Linked DNA regions of Zea mays: regions 1 and 3 are each linked to region 2. The links are chromatin contacts, called in public Hi-C maps. All regions are on one chromosome and are shown on one strand. The core of a region is the stretch at or near the end of the contact, and the rest is flanking DNA. Distances in the headings are between cores, read along the strand shown.

The links. Hi-C and Micro-C count contacts between places; a contact is called where the count stands out from the background.
Region 1: a contact with region 2 is called in a Hi-C map of root tip, with 4 times the contacts expected there. The contact joins the promoter of LOC103635294 here to the promoter of LOC103636980 in region 2. A contact is called at or near these places in 3 of 25 Hi-C or Micro-C datasets (ear, root tip and tassel).
Region 3: a contact with region 2 is called in a Hi-C map of tassel, with 5 times the contacts expected there. The contact joins the enhancer-like site here to the promoter of LOC103636980 in region 2. A contact is called at or near these places in 3 of 25 Hi-C or Micro-C datasets (ear, leaf and tassel).

What each region holds. Positions count from the first base shown.
Region 1 is chr8:66,320,944-66,325,220 of Zm-B73-REFERENCE-NAM-5.0, forward strand. It overlaps LOC103635294 (LEAF RUST 10 DISEASE-RESISTANCE LOCUS RECEPTOR-LIKE PROTEIN KINASE-like 1.2), which reads left to right and starts at 1,367. Exons shown (of 5, transcript XM_008657785.4): 1 at 1,367-2,342; 2 at 2,877-2,909; 3 at 3,191-3,472; 4 at 3,614-4,064; 5 at 4,186-4,277. The coding sequence starts at 1,733.
Region 2 is chr8:66,146,439-66,150,893 of Zm-B73-REFERENCE-NAM-5.0, forward strand. It overlaps LOC103636980 (Protein PLASTID MOVEMENT IMPAIRED 2), which reads right to left and starts at 2,781. Exons shown (of 2, transcript XM_008659273.4): 1 at 1,921-2,781; 2 at 1-1,844. The coding sequence starts at 2,040. The coding sequence ends at 186. It overlaps LOC111590087 (U5 spliceosomal RNA), which reads right to left and starts at 2,921; the gene lies at 2,802-2,921.
Region 3 is chr8:65,939,457-65,943,572 of Zm-B73-REFERENCE-NAM-5.0, forward strand. No RefSeq gene overlaps it. Among protein-coding and RNA genes, the nearest start is that of TRNAF-GAA, 4.6 kb to the left of the region's middle. Within about 2 kb of position 2,690, at least 11 of the 20 cell types and tissues checked have an H3K27ac peak or open chromatin away from gene starts, as enhancers often do. A contact at or near this core is called in ear, leaf and tassel, where this site is marked.

The sequences.
Region 1 (4,277 bases), core at 117-2,616, 170 kb after region 2:
CTAGGTTTCAAGATCTTTTGAGGTTGCTTGGGAGTCTCCAAATTTGTGGACGACCCCAAGAAGTTTGTATCACCCGCTCTTTGAGCTGAAATAAGAAGAGATTGCTTTGACCTTTGTGGTCGGCTTTTGGAGGATTAGGGTTGAAAAAGACCCGGCCTTTTGTGGGCTGTTCAATGGGGAGTAGGACACCTTTGTGGTGTGGCCGAACCACGGATTAAATCTTGTGTCTTGTGTTCTTGCTTGTCTTTAACTTAAGATATTTTTACTTGCAAGATTGACATATAGATTTTTCCATAAAGTATATTTAGAAGTGAAATAGCCTTTATATATTCATCTTTCAATTCTAACTTAGTTATACCTTACTTCTCAAAAGGACTCGTGAAATACTTTTTCGAGTAGATTATAGTCTAAAGTTTATAAAACAGTTGGATTGGTTCAGAGTGGTTCAACTTGCGCACGTAGCTGTTGAACCAGCCTGCACCAGTCGAACTGTGTATTTAACAATCTTTCGAAGTTTGTTGTGAAAATTTTCAGATTAGCCTATTCACCCCCTCTAGGCTACTTTCAAAAATAGTGTAGAGTGAGCACTCGAACCTGACCCCGCAATTACCACACATCCCTCAGGGTTTAGAAATAAATAATTTATATATTAAAAAATAGTGTAGAGCAAGCACTCAAACCCACACTCTACTCCAACTCAAGGCTAACTACCAAACCACACATATCTTAGTTTAGAAATAAATAATAATTATATTTGAATAAATATATTAATACCTATTGTATATGCTACTTTATTAAGAATCTAATGTGGGCACTTGGTACTACCATAACTTCACTCTCCATGCTGACACTCTAGACCTGCCCCACCTCAGCCGACACATGCCCTGTGGGCTTCAGGCCGAGTGCCCGCGCAGCACTCTTTCAACCACTGTTTAGAAATAAACAATAATTATATAAAAATTTGGAGCTAACCACCAAACACGTAACTTAGTCACCAAACACATAACTTAGTGTTTAAAAATAAATAATAATTATATTTAAATAAATATTTCAATACCTATTATTTATATGACATATAAAAACCGTAGCCAAAAACACGAACAACTCGCTAATCTGATATATAGAAATAGTATCAAATCACACGCGCTAGTATACTAGAAAAACTGCATAGGTCACCCATCGGCCATCGCCCGGTCTGCGGCGTGCCATGCGCCCATGCATGCCAGATGCCACCAGCAACCGAAGACCAAACCAAACCGCTCCTCCCAACAAATCAGACCCCGCCACGTGTTCCTTCGCCACCAACCGCGCCTCCCCCCACCGGCCGACGGGCAGGTCAAATCAAAGTCGTGCACCAACGCAACGCCATCGTCGCGACTCGCGACGAGAGAGTTTTGTCCTGTACTCGACTCGACCACGCGAGTACGTGACGGCCGTGCGGCTCAAGTAAAGCTGTAAAGGACGCACTCTCGCCGAATTAACCTCACCGTACCCCTCGCCATGGCGGTGCCGGCTCCCCTCGCCTCGGGCGCCGCCGTCCTCCTCCTCCTCGTCTCCCTCGCGCCCGTAGTCGCCGACGAGGCCGCGCGCTACAACCCCGGCGCGTGCCGGGGCGTCCTCCTCCCGCTGCGGCGACACCGTCGACGTGCGCTACCCGTTCTTCCCCGCCGACGCCACTTACGCCGTCGAAGGCGGCACGGCGTACGCCAAGTCCTACTGCGGGTACCCCGGCATGGGGGTGGCCTGCGAGGGCGGCCGCGCAACACTGAGGCTCGGGGCCGACAACTACACCGTGCTGGCCATCGACTACAGCAACCACACCGTGACGGTGGCCGGCGCGGCGAGCGGGGACGACCACTGCCCGAGGGTGGCGCGCAACGTCACCGTGCCGCCGGGGACGTGGCTCAGCCTGTCGGACACCGCCAACGAGGACCTCGTCTTCTGGTTCGACTGCGTCTTCACAGCGGAGACCCCTCCGCCGCGGGCGGACGTCCCGCCCCCGATCAGTTGCAGCGGCTTCCGGAGTCCGAGCGGGGCGACGTCTTTCGTGGTGGTGGCGCGGCCGGGCGTGGACGAGTGGGAGTGGCCGCGGGCGTGCAAGAAGCCGGTCGTCGTGCCGGTGCTCAAGGACCAGCTCCTGAACCCTGATGCGGACTACCTCTCGCGTCTCAACGGCGACGGGTACGGGCAGCTGCTGAAGCTGGGTTTCCAGCTGACGTGGGACCCCAGCGCCGGGCCCTGCTACTTCTGCGAGAACTCCGGCGGGCAGTGCAGCTACAACCAGGTCGGAGAGTTCATCGGCTGCCTGTGCTCCGACGGCCGCGTGCGCAGCACAGACTGCGGTAAGATTCTTGATCTGCCCTTTTTCTCTGTTAGTAGCAGTAGAACATAGTTCTCGGACTGCACTTACATTGTGCTCTAAATTATATACTATAAGATTTAATGATCGGATCGAATTAAAATCGAGACTTATTTCTATTCATTTTTGAATTAAAAATTATTTAGGGTACTATTATTTTGTGAGGAAGCATTTGGATCGCGATCCATTATCACCCCTAACTACAGTGCAGTGCACCATGATACATACACAATACGTGAACGAAGAACTGGACCTTGATAGCTTTCTTCACATATTTCTTTCATTTTCATCGTCTGTTTGATTGAATAGTTAGTACTAGCTAGTTGACAAGTAGCAGGCCTAACTACTCCGAAGAACGAGATAAAACTGTAACCAACTTGTGTTGCAACTTGCAAGACATGATCCCTTGGGGGTTTATGTAGTAATAAACTCTTCTTAGGAAAACCAGATGCCACTGATATCATATACTTGGTTTGCTCCCTGCTTCATAACTTGTTTTCCCCTACTTCTTTTGCAGGATCGAAGAAGAACAAAAAAGCGATTGCAATAGGTAAATTCTGAACCTGTCTGCTCTACAAGCTAGTAATACTATATATAATCTTGCATTGATAATTGGATACGAACTGGAGGTTTGCTCTAGCTTTGTTGTGCGATGAATGGTTTCGTTTTTTGTTTAGAAATGTTACAGACAATACAAGCAACATCGTGATTGTCAGCATAACAGTGACTGAAATGTTAGAAGAAATTAAGCAATGCACTGCCACCCCTAACCCCATGCACCTGTTCTTTCCTGAACAATGTCCTCACCGTTTGCAAAATTCGCAACTTCAGGGACCTCCATAGCTGCCGGCGTTCTGTCCTTGCTTCTTGTGGTCATGGCGTGCTTGTACATCCGCAAGAGAAGGCAGTACAAGGTGACCTCGTCCTCGAGGCTCCTCAAGCCCACTGCCTCCGGCGGGACGCCGCGTTCCAGAGGTAGCACTGACATGGAGTCCGGCAGCGTCCGCAGCCTGCAGACGCACCACTTCACATACGAGGAGCTGGAGGAGGCAACTGACAGCTTCAGCGGCACAATGGAGATCGGCGATGGCGGCTTCGGCACCGTGTACAAAGGTACACACATCACCACACTCTTGATGATAAAACACTGTTAGCTAGGCCAGTCGTCGTTTACCAAGATTTTTCTCCCCTTTTTCAGTTTGTTGTCATGCAATTTTACGTTGGATTATTGGGTGGATTTGATGTGTTCGTCAGGGCACCTCCGAGACGGGCGCGTGGTGGCCGTCAAGCGCCTGTACAACAACAGCTGGCGGCGCGTGGAGCAGTTTCTGAACGAGGCGGCCATCCTGTCCCGCCTGCGCCACCCGAACCTGGTGCCGTTCTACGGCTGCACCTCCAGCCGCAGCCGCGAGCTCCTGCTGGTGTACGAGTTCGTGCCCAACGGCACGGTTGCGGACCACCTGCACGGCCACCGCGCGGCGGAGCGCGCGCTCACCTGGCCCCTCCGCCTCAGCGTCGCCGTCGAGGCGGCCGCGGCGCTCGCGTACCTGCACGCCGTCGAGCCGCCCATCGTGCACCGCGACGTCAAGACCAGCAACATCCTCCTCGACGCCAGCTTCCACGTCAAGGTCGCCGACTTCGGACTGTCCCGCCTCTTCCCGCTCGACGTCACGCACGTCTCCACCGCCCCGCAGGGCACCCCGGGGTAAAGCCAGGACTAATATATGAACTGTGTGCCGTTCACGACACTGACAGACAGCGAGTTCGAAGCTCGTGCTTCTCTGTTATTTATTTACCCTCGTGGCCGGCAATGGTGGCATGCGTAGGTACGTGGATCCAGAGTACCACCAGTGCTACCAGCTGACGGACAGGAGCGACGTGTACAGCTTCGGCGTCGTGCTCGTGGAGCTCATCTCGT
Region 2 (4,455 bases), core at 1,531-4,030:
ACACGCTTGTACAATACAAGAACACTATCCAAGTATTAATTTACGTACGTATATAATTTACATTTTTTTTCTCCTCCATGGTCTATCGAGTAGGCATGGCAGTCGGACTGCGTCAGTCCTTCCATGCATCTGCTGCTGCTTCATGAGTTCCTGTCTGAGGTGTATCAAGTGCTATCGAGCATGATTCATCCACCACATTTCCCGGTGACGAGCTTCAGGTACTTGGACGCCACCGTCCTCGTCTTCCTGCTAACCAACGGCGACCTTTGCTTCCGCACCACCACCGACGACGACGACGGTGTGCCGGTCGTCCTTGACGTCTCCGGCTCCACGCCCTCCCTCGGCGCCGGCCGCCTCCTTGTCTGCGCGCGCTGCTGCACGCCAACGCGCCGCGGTTCACGCTCCTCTTCACTCGGGCTATCCGTGGCGTCCGCTTCACCGGCCTTCGTCTCTGCCACCTCCCTCTCGACCATCTCGACCCGCATCGCAATCTCCTTCTCGCCGGCGCGCAGCGCCTCCGCCCACGCCTCCGCCGCGGCCGCCTTCTTCTCGGCGAGGGCCCGGACGACCTCGGGGCGGGCGGCCAGGTACTCGTACTCGAACCTTGCGACCGTCACGTTCCCGCCGGACGCCTGCGGCGCAGTCCCGGCCAGCGCCGCGTCCTCGACGGCGGCCCTGAGCCTCGCCGTGGCCGCGGCCTCCGACGCCCTCGCCGCCTCGAGCTCCTTGATCGACTCCCTGACCCTCTGCTCGACCGCCGCGATCTCGGCGCCGACGGCGTCCGCGTCCTCTGTCACGCTCTGGCTGTCCAGCTCCGTCAGCGCCCTCTCCTTCTCCGCTGCCTCGGTCTCCTCGCCCAGCCGCCGCAGCGCGGCCGACAGCTCGGCCAGCACCGCCTCGGCCCGCTCGTCCACGGCCGTGGCGGCGTCCAGCCGGGACCTGGCCGTGACAAGCCTGGCGTTCAGCTGGCTCACCTGCGCGCTGGCTCGTACCTCCTGCTCGGCGAGCCGGTCGATCTCCTCGGCCGTCTCCCCGCGGGTGCGTTCTACGGAGCCGGCGAACGCGCGGGCTCCCTCTTCTTTCATGGGCTCCTCCAGCTCGGCCTCCGCAGCCTGCCGCGCTGCCGTCGGTGCGGTCTCGGCGTCCACGACGGCGTGGGCCGTCGCCGGCACCGCCGCCGCCGTGTCCGCGGACTCGAGTCCCACGTCGGAGCTGCTGGCGGTGGCGAACCTCTCGTCAGGGTCGCTCGCTCCGAGGCTCCTGTCCCTACGCAGCACTAAGGCACGCGCCCTCGTGTCCTGCACGCCCTGCTTGCGGAATCCACCGGCCACGGCGAGCTCCATTATGCCTGGGCCACGCTCCTCGTTTCCCTCGCCGGCCTCTCCCTCCGCACCGTCGAGGGGAGGCGGACCGGGGCTCGTCGCTCTGGGCGTCGGCGTCTCCGCGACTCCCTCGGCCTCGGCCTCGGCCTCCCTCGCGGACTTCACCTCGCGCTGCAGCTGCCGGAGCTCCCTCTTGACGCGGTCCAGCTCCTGCATCACCTCGACGAGCAGCGTGCTGCTCTGATCCCGAGGATGGTCGGCGGCGTCCACCACCAACCCCGTCTTCTTCCTCCTGCTGCCGCTGGCACGTGTTCTTTGGAGCTCCGGCCTGTGAGAAGCCCTCGCCGTGGCGGCGTTGGCCTGCTCGACCTGCCGCTCCAGTTCCTGGGCCATGCCAGTCGCCCTTGACAGCTCGGACTCGGCACGGCCGCGCTCCCGCTCCGTGACGACGGCCCTGCGCTGGTCCAGCAGCCGCTCCAGGGTGGGTGATTGTGATTCGCTCGCAGTCGCGGGTGAGAATTTCTGCATGCATGCGCCACGGTCGGTGTCAAGCGCAGCACATCATTTTCATTTTCAGAGTTGAGAATTCAGATGGTACCTTGTTGGCGGCTCTTCTCCTGCTCCTCCCCGGCCTCCTCACATCGATGCTCTGGCCAAAAATGCTCATGGCCTCTCCCGACCTGATCTCTCCCGAGTTCTGCTCCATTTTACTCTCCATGTCCTTGAAAGATCTCTTAGAAGCTTGGTTATATAGTAGGACGGCAACAACATAAACGACAAGCGTTGGCGTTGAAGTTCCAAGCCTGGGAATGCATGGCAAAATTCAGAGGAGCCCCCCTCACTAGAAAAGCACATACAAAATACATCACAGTCGCAGCTCTACAGTATCCATGCTGTTGCTGTGGGGCATTCCTAGAAAGCGACCAAAATACCCAGCTCGCATTTCCCTTCATTTTCTTTTCGAAAATTGCTTCCTTGTTAACTCAGTTGCCTTGGTGGTTGGTTGGTTCATTGGACAGAATATAAATGGAGGTCCCGAGATCAGTTTGGGTGCTCCCACCAGCTAACGGCAGCCTGTGTGCAGAGGACAACGCCCGTGCCTTGGAGACTCCTGCGGGCTTACTAGCAAATACCAGACAACCACCTTGCTGTTGGCGCCTGTGTGCATAGGACAAGCTGTGGAAAATGTATCATCACCATCGTGAATTGCGGTGCATGAGCTTCATCCAGGGAATTGCTGCATTGTGCAGAGTCAGATCAGCAGCAAAGCGAGAACACTCGGCACCTGATGCTGCGATGACAACACAGTTGCCTTCTCCTTTTTGAAGATTCAGTTGCCTTCTCCTGTCTGGCTGATGAATTGAATTGATAAATAAAAGAATATTGTTGCTTGAGGCCATATAAGAACTAGAATTGAGACTGGTTGTTTGAATGAGAATTGAGAATTTAAATTAATTAAATTACATTGAATTTGTTGGGGTCCTCCCTAAATAGGAGAACACCCTTAAAAAATTAAGGTATGCTGCTAATTATGATGAGCACACAGTATTCTTTAGTAAAAGGCGAAAGAATAGTTCGCTTTGTGCTCACCACACAGCTCCGTGTTTTAGTCTGGTGACACCAACCCCTCTCTTATAACTTGTCCCGTAACCCTATGTCTATCAGCTCCACGATAAGGTACTAATAATCCCATGATCAACACCTACTTTCGGCCGAGTCTTCTGTCCAGGGTTCAAGTGGGCTGTTCTACATCCATCCATGGGCCGTCCAGCAATGAATCGTGCGGAGTCTGGCCTGCCAACGATTTCACAAGTGAAGTTCCACGCTGGCCGCTGGCTTCGAGCTTGCTGGACGCGCAGTCAGCGTCTTTAACGAGTTCTTTTTTTATTCGTTTCTTGCCAAAAGGGCTATCAAGGCGACCCTATCAAAGCAGCCCAGAGGCCACGGCCCATGTGCTGAACATCATTTGCAGCCCACGAGTTGGTCTGACCTATTTTTGCTGATACGTGTTCTGGAGTGAAAGGAAGTCTATTTTAGCTCTACCTCTATGTGAGTATCCGTGGTCTAATTTTTCTTACTAAATTTTAAAATTATATATATATATAGATATATATTACCTCCAAAGTTTTAAAACTTTTTATATTACGTCTCTATCTTAACTTGAATTGGTTTTAAAGGCAGTTTCATCATTTGTATTAACAAAATAAAAACTGTGTCTCTGTTAGATACTTGGTAAAACTTTTAAACGTAAAAAATGTTCCTAAGTTTATAGTTTTTAAGCAAACTCCAGAGTTAGATTAGGACAAGAAAATCCAAATAAAATATTTAGATCTCATGTTGGTATCCATATTCCCTAGAAGCTCTAAAGAATATATTTAGCTCTGGCAAGATTAAAAATGTATCTAAAAAAACTTGAAAATTTTGGTAAAACGTTATAGTCAATGTTTAAACATGTCTTAATAACTTTCTGCGACAAAAAAAGGTGCGGAGTATAAGATACAACTAGCATGAATGCAGCTTAAATGGTGAACAACGCAAATATATTTTTGCGGTAGCGGACAGATGTCCAACTTGTCACCGATCAAATTGATTTCAGACCTAACAAGATATAAACAAACGTCATCGTCTCGTTATTCTAAAAATTATTTTGAAAACGACACAAGATGAAGACCTTTGAATTGATTATTTCAGAATCAACTCAAAGCTCGGGGGCTACACCTATTGGGTGCGCCTTCGGTGCACCCAACAGATTCACAATGCCTGAAAGCCAAATGCTGATTTGAAAAGCAAAAGTATGAAGACCTTTGAATGGAATACTTCTAAAATCCACTCAAAGCCCCGGGACTACACAACTGATTCACAATGCCTGGAAGCCAAATGCTGATTTGAAAAGCAGAAGGATGAAGACATTTGAATGGATTACTTCTCAAATCCACTCAAAGCTCAGGGGCTACACTCATTGAGTGCACCTTCAGTGCACCCAACAGATTCACGACACCCTGAAGCCAAGTGCTGATTTCAAAAGCATAAATATGAAGACCTTTGAATGGATTACTTCTAAAATCCACTCAAAGCTTGGGGGCTACACCCAATGGGTGCACCTTCGGTACACCTAACAAATTCACGACGCCCT
Region 3 (4,116 bases), core at 1,440-3,939, 210 kb before region 2:
CCAGTGTAGATGCCGCCGCCGGATCTCGTGCAGCTGGATCTTGTGCTGCTGCCCTTCTGTGCCGTAGCCGCCGCCCGTGCACTACAGCGCTCTCTTCGCGTGCTTTCTTTCCACGCCGCCGAGACGGGTATTGTTTCCAGGCCGGGATGAGGTGGGAACGACCGGGATGGACCGGGGTTGAGGCCCGAGCGGGCATAAACGAATGTTGTTTTTGTATGGGCCGGGATTTCAACCAAGTGGATTTGTTCCATAGGGTTTTCATTCTGATTCAGACCAATACCGGCCCAACCGAACAAAGCCTTATTGTGTTCATTCCCCTTTTGTTTTCGTCATAGCATCCAGACAAATTGTCGGAGAGACCATGTTATATAATATCTCCGTTTTTTGTTGTTATATTTGTCGTTGTGCAGTTCAAGTATGAACTAAACAACGTAAGTAAAAAATTTCGGAAGGAGTATAAAGATGGGGACTTAGCTCATAAACACCATCGCATTACAAAGGCAGTCTTTTAGACTTTGATCAAGGTCCAAAGAAGTCAAGCCCCACACCAATTCTGTCGCACACGATATGATTCTTGACATATACGCAACTGCACTGTTATCTGACTTTAGTCCGTATCGACGTTATCGAGTTTCTGACAGGTTAGGGCGGTTATTATTTAGGGCCTAGCGTAGAGCCAGCTAGCTTAGCCGGCATGGCCTGCTGGTTTAGACAGAATTGATTGATAGCAGGGGAGGGGAGCCGGCTTGTGAATCGGATGACCCCTTTGGCTTAAGGCGTTGATTATTTGGATCACCTCTTAGCACGATTTTTCAGAGAGCATCTGATGACCCAGTCTACCATATCTTTAGGAGCTAAAGCAGTCTATACAGGACCATAGTTTTACCGTTGTAGATGAATTGTTAGAGAGTGAGAGGAAGTGGGCATGCAATCACGCAGGGCTTTACCATCAACGAAGCAGGTTAGCGAAGAGTGCAGCCTGATAGCGGCTGTCTCGGCCCGCCATGTATAGTAAGTAGTGTGTTGTGCTGGGCCGCCGCTCACACTACCGGAATTTGACTCTTTGCCGAGTGTCATATTCTTTGCCGATTGTTTTATTTCGGGCACTCGGCAAAGAGCTCTTTGCCGAGTGTCACGCAAAAAACCCTCGGTAAAATAAAACACTCGGCGAATAAGCTCTTTGCCGAGTGTTTTATTTTTGACACTCGGCAAAGAGTTTCTTTGCCGAGTGTCTTTTTTTGACACTCGGCAAAGGACTCTTTGCCGAGTGTCACAAATACAACACTCGGCAAAGAGCTATTTGCCGAGTGTTTTTTCTCCAACACTAGGCAAAGACAATATAAAAATCACATTTTAAAATAGTAAATTAATTCAAATGAAAAAGTTTTCAACTACAAATTTGTATAACTCATCATGATGTACAATTTATATATTGAACATTTCTTCATATGACAAAATAAAAATAAATTTGTTCATAAAATCTATATCTCTCTCGTAGTTTATGAAACTACGAGAGAGACGTATAGAATTTGTGCATATTGTTAGAACCATCATCTGAGATAAACAAATTACCAAACAACCAAAATAAACTTTGTAGATCTTGAGAAGTTATAGAAGTTTATAGTTGACAACTTTTTCATTTGAAGTCATATTGTCAACGAAAACTACGTCTGAATTTTAAAAATTTAAAATTTGAATTTTGAAAATGACTTCGAAAGAAAAAACCACCAACATGAAAGTTGTAGGTATTGAAGAGTTATGAAACTTTGTAGTTGACAATGTTTTAGTTTGAAATCATCTTGTTATGCAAAACTATGTTTGAATTTTGAAATTTGAATTTTTCAAACTGTCTCGGATGGAAAAACCACCAAAATAAAAGTTGTAGGTCTTGAAATGTAATGAAACTTTGTAGTTGACAATTTTTTGATTTGAAATCATCTTATCATTGAAAATTTCGTGTGAAGTTTTTAAATTTAAAATTCAAATTTTATAAACGGTCTCGGATGTAGAAACTATTAAAATAAAACTTTTAGATCTCAAAAAGTTATGCAACTTTATAGTTGGTCACATTTTCAAATGAACTCATTTAGTGCCTTAAATAATCAAATTACTCTCGATTTGTTATAGTACATGGGGAATGGAAATCGTAATATAAACATAATTGGTGTAGTAGTGTAGTGGTATAGGAGGGTATGCGCGAGAGAGAAGTTGCGAGTTCGAATCTCACCATTTACAAAACATATAAGTTTGATTTAAAATAATAGTGAAAAATGATAGGGAACGGGTAAGGTAATAGGGTAGGGTTGGAGAGTTGTTTCTATAATTTAAAAAATGTTTTGCTGTTTTTTTTAATTTTTTCGTTTCTTAATTTGCCGAGTGATTTTTGACACTCGGCAAAGTCTTTGCCGAGTGTCGAAAAAAAGTACTCGGCAAAGAACCCTTTGCCGATGAAATCTTAGCCGAGTGTTACACTCGGCAAAGCCTTTGCCGAGTGTAAAATAGCCTTTGCCGAGTGTCTTAGACCGAATGGAACGGGGTAGAGGCGTAGAGCTAATGAGTTGCTGCGAGAGAGATCCAAGCGCTTGCAAGAACATGCAAAGAGAGCTTAATTATTGTGGCACGGAGACCGATGCTCTGGTTGCTTCGCTCCTCAGTCCTCCACCTCCACGCGGTTGTCGGACTCGCCTGAAACGCCGTGCAAGAGCGTGACGTCGGCGAGGTGACGACGACGACCGATCGACACAGCAACGCGGCATATGCATGACGACGATGCAACTCGCCACATGCATGACGATACTCGGTCAAAGTTTACTTCTACCAATACCAACAGACGCGCTTGGCAGTGGGAACAAAATGTCAGATTCGCATTTGTTTGAAACAACTAGCTATAAGAGCTACTTGTCTACCTCGATCTGCACTCTCTTTACCGACAGTTGAGAGATCCAGTTTAGTTGAGATCGATGTGAGCTAGACGACGACGGATACGGCCGGTAGTGTCTCACTCATGTTACCACACACGCATAAGTACAAGCAAACGATGCGATTCAATTCTTTCCCCCCCCTGCAAATGACCTTTTAACCTCGCAGCATCGCAGCCCGAGGTCAAGGTCAACGACGACGGCTAGCAGTAGTTTAGGGCGCAAGTGGAGCCAACACTGACCGACTCACGCATGACAAGCAAGCATCCCTGTAGACGTAGAGATGTACTATCAGCACCACAATTGGCTTGATTGGTTGCTCGCATCGTCTTGTTCTGAGCCACTACATGCGTTGACTTTGTATAAGCGTGTGTTTGGTTGACTGTATAAGGAAGACCCGACCTGTATGAGTAGATACAAAATAAGTCATTTTGAGACTATTTAGGTGTATCTACGCATACGGCGGAATCTGGCGTACCCGGTCGGCCAAGCTCCTGCGAGCGTGGCTCGGCGTGCTCAGGCATCCAATCAGGTGGAATGTACTCAAAAAAAAAAATAGAAGAATCTTTACTGTAATCCTAGGTCAATATAATGCAGCGATGATACGTCTCGATTTTGTAACGCCTACGCAACCACGCGCGCGCGCTATATACGACGATCGGATTGGAATTGGATGTATATATACGTACTAGTCCACCTGCACCCTAAACATATGTGGACATGTCTTTGGTTGGAGAAGCAACACCTACTCGTCATCAGTTAAGTGAGTACGTCCACCTGCACCCTAAACATAATAACATGCTTTGACAGCCTGACTGTCTGAGGTTCTTATCTGCAATCACTTGAAGGACCTATGACACCTGAGAAAGGGGTGGAGGAGAATCAGGCAACCTAAAAATCTACTTATTAATAACTAAGGCCTCTAATTTTTACCTAAGAAAGTAATCTATCTATATATATGCATCCATCTACATGTTTGCTGCTTGATGAGTTGCTATCTCTGTCGCATAAGAGTTAATGTGCAATATATGCTCAAGTTCTATAACTAGCCTAGCATGTAAGTAATAAATAAAGTGTGAAAGCTTAATTGAGATAGAGACACAAACTCTCAAAAGATGGGATGTTAAATGGACATGCCATTAAGCCACGGCTACAGTACGTAGTCCCTGCAACTGTGTTGTAAACAAAACGCAGAACA